2 separate regions of the Ovis aries genome follow, and region 2 is linked to region 1. A link is a contact called in public Hi-C data. All regions are on one chromosome and are shown on one strand. The core of a region is the stretch at or near the end of the contact, and the rest is flanking DNA. Distances in the headings are between cores, read along the strand shown.

What was found. Hi-C and Micro-C count contacts between places; a contact is called where the count stands out from the background.
Region 2: a contact with region 1 is called in a Hi-C map of tail adipose tissue, with 3 times the contacts expected there. The contact joins two enhancer-like sites. A contact is called at or near these places in 4 of 16 Hi-C or Micro-C datasets (liver, mixed tissues, omental adipose tissue and 1 more).

What each region holds. Positions count from the first base shown.
Region 1 is chr19:6,690,009-6,692,869 of ARS-UI_Ramb_v3.0, forward strand. No RefSeq gene overlaps it. Among named protein-coding and RNA genes, the nearest start is that of TRNAG-CCC, 26 kb to the right of the region's middle. Within about 2 kb of position 1,368, at least 7 of the 54 cell types and tissues checked have an H3K27ac peak or open chromatin away from gene starts, as enhancers often do.
Region 2 is chr19:6,888,321-6,891,181 of ARS-UI_Ramb_v3.0, forward strand. The region is part of intron 3 of CMTM7 (CKLF like MARVEL transmembrane domain containing 7); the gene reads left to right. Among named protein-coding and RNA genes, the nearest start is that of CMTM7, 49 kb to the left of the region's middle. Within about 2 kb of position 1,486, at least 11 of the 54 cell types and tissues checked have an H3K27ac peak or open chromatin away from gene starts, as enhancers often do.

The DNA of each region.
Region 1 (2,861 bases), core at 118-2,617:
GTGATAAACCATAATGGAAAGAATATGTGTTGCTTCCTGTTTTCTGGCTGCACCTTGAGGCATGCAGGATCTTAGTTCCCCAACCAGGGATCGAGCCCATGGCCCTGCACTGGGAGTGCAAAGGCTTAGCCACTGGTCCACCAAGGAATTCTCAGAAAAGAACATGTTTAAAAAGAATGTATATATATGACTTCTCTGCTGGTCCCGTGCTTAAGATTCCTCACTTCCAATGCAGGGGACTCGGTCAGGGAGCGAACCAAAAAAAAAAAAAAAAAGGCACAGAAAAAAAAAAAGAATGTGTATGTGTGTGTGGGGGGGTGTGTGTTTCGGGGCTGTGGGTGTGTGGTGGTGGTGGTGGGCTTCCCTGGTGGCTCAGACAGTAAAAAATCTGCCTGCAGTGTGGGAGACCTAGGTTTGATCCCTGGGTTTGGAAGATCCTCTGGAGGAGAGCATGGCAACCCACTTGCCGGGAGAATCCTCATGGACAGAGGAGCCTGGGGGGCTACAGTCCATGGGGGTTGCAAAGAGTTGGACACAACTGAGCGACTAAGGCAAGGCCTGTGGGAGGTCCTTTTGAACCTTCTTTACATTATTTGCAGCCACCTGAGAGCTTGGGCTGCTGTGACTTATTGGAAGGTGTGGCCATGCAAGAATCAAAGGCCCCAGCTCCCTGAAATATACACCCAGCAGGGCACTCACGGGTGTCGGATCGCTTCTCGGGTTCTCTCCAGGGGTGGCTGAGTTGCTAAGCTGCTAACTTGACCTGCTTCTCTCATATGCACCGAGGAACCCTGCTTTATTTTTCAGGCAGCCAGTGCTAAATCTCTTGTGTTGGTGACACTTTGCTAATTACAGCTCTGAGATGCTCCCTATTACTTAAAACAGACTGCTTGGAGGGTTTTCATGCAGTCAGGAGTTCCCAAACCTGGGCAATTCAAAGTATGAGTCTGCTTTTGAGAGAGGACAGACCTTGCCTGACCCAGATTTCTTTCTTTCTTTTTTTTTTTTTTTTTTGCCTTTTGGCTGCATCATGTGGCATGTAGGATCTAGTCCCCCCCGCCGCCCCCCCCCCCGCCCCCCCAGGGATGGAACTCATGTTGCCTGCAGTGGAAGCTTGGAATCTTAACCGCTGGACCACCAGGGAAGTCCCTGACCCAACATTTCAAAGCTCTTTCTGCAGAGCCAGTTCTGCATCAACAGAAGCCAGGATCGCTTGCTCAGCGGCTCACAGTGGGGCTGGCTGTGGGCAATTACTCCTGTTTTTGATCTTTGCAGAAGACGTTTGCTTAATTTGCTGGTATACTGCTTCTCTGATCACATGACAAGTATGCGCCTGTGGGTGTGCGTCCTTGAGTCCTCTGTAAATAACAGCTTGTTCTTTTCTTTCAGCCGGTGCTTGCTTACTCCCCTACCCAGCCCTTCTAATGTGTTTAAACTGGCTTGTTGTAAATTACGGCTCTGATAAATAATTCAGTAACCTGAGCCCGAGTCCCTGCCTCCCAGAGGAGGGGGCATGTGCACAGCCCCCCACAACTTCTGAGCCAGCTCTGAGGTCCTTTGCAAAGTCCTGACCCTGCTCTTCTGACAGGGATTTGATGTGAACATCCTTTCACTTGCTCCTACCTGCAGGAGGGCCTATGCTCTTGGCGGTTCAGATAGCCATTTTCTTTGTTGGTTTCTGCTAGAAAACCTTCTGAGACAGCAGCCTGGAGTGTGTGTGTGTGAGAGAGAGAGAGGCAGAGAGAGAATATGAAGCAGTGTCCATGAACTGATCACATTTGATCCTTCTGCCTGCTTCTAGATCTGTCTGTCTCTCATTCTCACATACTATACCAGGTCTCTTTTTCTCCCCCTCTTGATTCTTTCCCTCATCCACCCACCTTGCTGCTGCTAAGTCACTTCAGTCGTGTCCAACCCTGCGCAACCCCATAGACAGCAGCCCACCAGGCTCCGCCATCCCTGGGATTCTCCAGGCAAGAACACTGGAGTGGGTTGCCATTCCCACCCACCTTGCTGCTGCTGCTGCTAAGTCGCTTCAGTCGTGACCGACTCTGTGCGACCCCATAGACGGCAGCCCACCAGGCTCCCCCGTCCCTGGGATTCTCCAGGCAAGAACACTGGAGTGGATTACCATTTCCTTCTCCAGTGCAGAAAAGTGAAAGTGAAGTCACTCAGTCGTGCCCGACTCACAGCGACCCCATGGACTACAGCCCACCAGGCTCCTCTGTCCATGGGATTTTCCAGGCAAGAGTACTGGAGTGGGTTGCAATTGCCTTCTCCTTGACTGACCTTAAAACACAACATTATTTATAATTCCACCTTAATTGAACTTAAGAACGTAATTGAAGTTCTAGTGTGTTCTGTTATTAAATGGCAGCAGATTAAAATGAATTCTTTTTTTCCTTAAAGAAAAGGGTGGTAATTTAAATGCGTTCTTATCATATTTTAGTGTCAAATTTCCATCATCCAGCATGATTCCACTTGTGTTTTAAATTATTTTTTTTTTTTTTGCGGTATAGCTGCTTTCTAGTGTTGTGTTAGTTTTCGCTGTACAGCCGAGTGAATCAGCTACACATATACCCCCTCATTTCTGGATTTCCTTCCCGTTTAGGTCCCCACAGAGCACTGAGTAGAGTTCCCTGTGCTGTGCACTAGGTGCTCACGAGTTATCTATTTTATGCGTATTATCAATAGTATATATATTAATATGGCAATCTCAATCACCCAATTCATCCCACCCTCATCCCACCTTTTTCATTTCACATTAAATCAAGAGCATTACCCCAGAGTATTATATACTCTTAGAAAATGTATTTGACTGTTTGTAAGTTGATAACCTTTTAGTGTTTGTTTCTTGCTAA
Region 2 (2,861 bases), core at 236-2,735, 200 kb after region 1:
AGCTGGCCCAGACCTGTGCCACCACCTCCCAGGCCTCGTTCGTAGCCTGGGTTGCTACCTTCTGTTGCCATGGAGATACGGCAGGCCTTTGGGTCCCACTTCTTCCCCACTGTAGGGCAGTTTCTGGACTGTAGCAGTGAACAGGGGCTCACAGAGGTGAATTTTTATTTTAAATTTTTAAAAGAAGTTATCCTGTTTTTTAAATTAACTCATTAATTGGCTGATTCAGATCTTAGTTGAGGCCCTCGGATCTTTTCCTTGCGCACTCGATCTATCTAGTTGCGGCATCAAGGCTCAGTAGCTGCAGAACACAGGCTTAGTTGCCCGAGGCATGTGGGATCTTAGTTCCTCAACGAGGGATTGAACCCTGGTCCCCTACATTGCAAGGCCGAATGTTTACCACTGGACCATCAACGAAGTCCCCAGATGTTGATGTTATGTGCAAAATATATATTAACATCTTAAGATGCACACTCTGTTATTGATGGCAAACACTGACAGTGGGAACCCCGCCTCACACAGCCCTAGGAGAAGGCTGGCCTTGCACCTTGCCTGGTCCAGGGAGGCACCAGGAATGCGAGGTGAACTTCTGAGAACCTTCCAGGATATCTTGGATGAGCCAGGCTTCCTCCACCTCCAGCCACCAAAAACAGGTAGATGAATGAGCAGAAGAGGCTACAGCCCCATTTAGCACCTTACTCCAAACGGCATGTAGTTAAGGTCACTCCTCTTATAGGCTGACTGCATTAGAAGTCAGTGTTATAAATGTAAGTGAATAATTTATATGGATGCCATATTTCCAGTTTTATATAATGGGATTTCATGCGTAGTTTCGACTGACAAGGGGGACTTCTCTGCTTTAAAAAAAAAAAAAAGCACTCCTTGAGCTGAAGGGAGCTGCCAGGCTGCCCACTAGACACCAGACAAATGGACAGGGCAACCAGTCCAGGTTGGAGAGGGCCAAACACCGGGAGAAACTTCCTCTGGAGGCCGCGGTGACCATACCTGGTGCCTCTGGACCTTGTAAGGAGACTGAGTCAACTGGTAGCTTCTTGGGGGTTCACTGCCAAGAAAAAGAGAACACGATTAACTCTATATAGAGTTGTGCAAAAAAGGAAACTCTAGTATGAAGTGTTGCGCCGGATTCAGTTCTGAAGAGGGATTAAATAGTCAATAGCCAGAAAGCTATTGATCTGGTCGAAACAAAAAAGGAGAAAGAAACGCCGGGCCGGGGATGCACGTGGAGGGGCGGCCGCAAGCGCCACCGGGGTCGCCAGAAGCCCCACGTGACTGAGAGAAGTAGAAATCTGGATTTTTAGGCCAAACAAAACTTGCGTGGGCTGGCTGCAGCTGGTTTGCAGAGCACCCCCGACTCCTAGCGGCGGTCCTCGGGCAGGCCGGGGAGGGGCGGGGGCGCAGGAAGTCAGTTGCTTCCTGCGCCCGCTCGGGCGGAGCCCTCCCCCGGGAGCCGGGTCCCCCGCCCGAGCCGCGCCTCTGGGCGCCGCCACTGCTCCCCGCGGGCTCGGCTTCCTTCTGCGGAGAAGCACCCGGCCCCGCCGGAGGCTGCTCGGCTCCCCGCGCCCGCAGCGCCGCCTTCTGGTGGCCGTGGGGAGCGCCGCCGCCGGCCCGGAGAGCCGAGACATCCGAATCCAGGGTTCAGGATCAGAAGCACAACTTGCAGGTTTTATTGGAACCTCAGGCACTCAGACGCATCATAATTCCCTAGTTCGTGATGCTCACGCGCTGATCACTGGCTTCTGACCACATTTAACTGTAACTACACGCTTCCCACCCCATCCCCGCTCCTGGTTCTCCTTTCTTTCGAAATCTCCATTCACCACACCTTTGCTTTTCTTACCGCATAATTCTAGTTTCGCTCGATGTATTGCCTAAAAAGTGCAGATGAGTACGGCAATTCTTTATAATTAAACGAAAAGGACTCCATGCCGTAGGTCATCCTTTCACTATGTTGCTGTAACAGACACACCACCCCCCGCCCCCACCTTGTTTCAGGCAACACTTAGCATCCTCTCAGCCCTTATTCGCGCCCTCTCTTAATCCAGCCAAGAACCGCGTGTCTGCCGCGCAAAGGCTGTGACCAGTTTCACTCCAGCGCAAGCACAGAGCTGGGCCGCAGGCTTCACGGACAGCTTTTGACTGCCACTCCAGAGCTTTCCTGTGGACCCTGCCATGGGTGTGCAGCCCGCAGTTACGGGAGAGTTCCTGCCCGTAGGGTGATGCTGGCTAATTGGACACAGCAGTCAGTGGATACATTTGTCCTCCTTACCTGAGACACACTGTCCTGTGTGTAGCCGCTCAGTCATACCGACTCCTTGCGACCCCGTGGATAGTAGGCCGCCAGGCTCCTCTATCCACGGCAGGCTCCTCTGTCCATGGGATTCTTCAGGCAAGAATACTGGAGTTGGTTGCCATGCCCTTCTCCGGGGGATCTTCCCAACCCAGGCATGAAACCCAGGTCTCTCGCATTGCAGGCGGATTCTTTACCGTCTGAGCCACCAGGGACGCCCAGACTGTCCTGAGGCAGATTTTATACAGTGTCTCCCATGGGACCCTGCAAACGATCACACAGAGTGGTCCATTCGGCAGCCTCCTACTGGCTTCACTGCCCAGGTAGGTAGTCCATCTGGGTCTGTGAGTACAAGTCAAAAATAGGCCGCCGCTGCACCAACTAACTGCCTTACTCAGGGGCCACCTTGGAAGACAGTAGTGAAGGTTGCTGAGCCCAGTGGTTGGAGCTCGGAGCATCTGACTCTTCCAAGGAAAGAAAATAGCCTGGAGGGAGCGATGAAAGGCCAGGGGCAACCCCCCACAGGCCCCGCAAGAAGTGGGCAGGCAGAAAG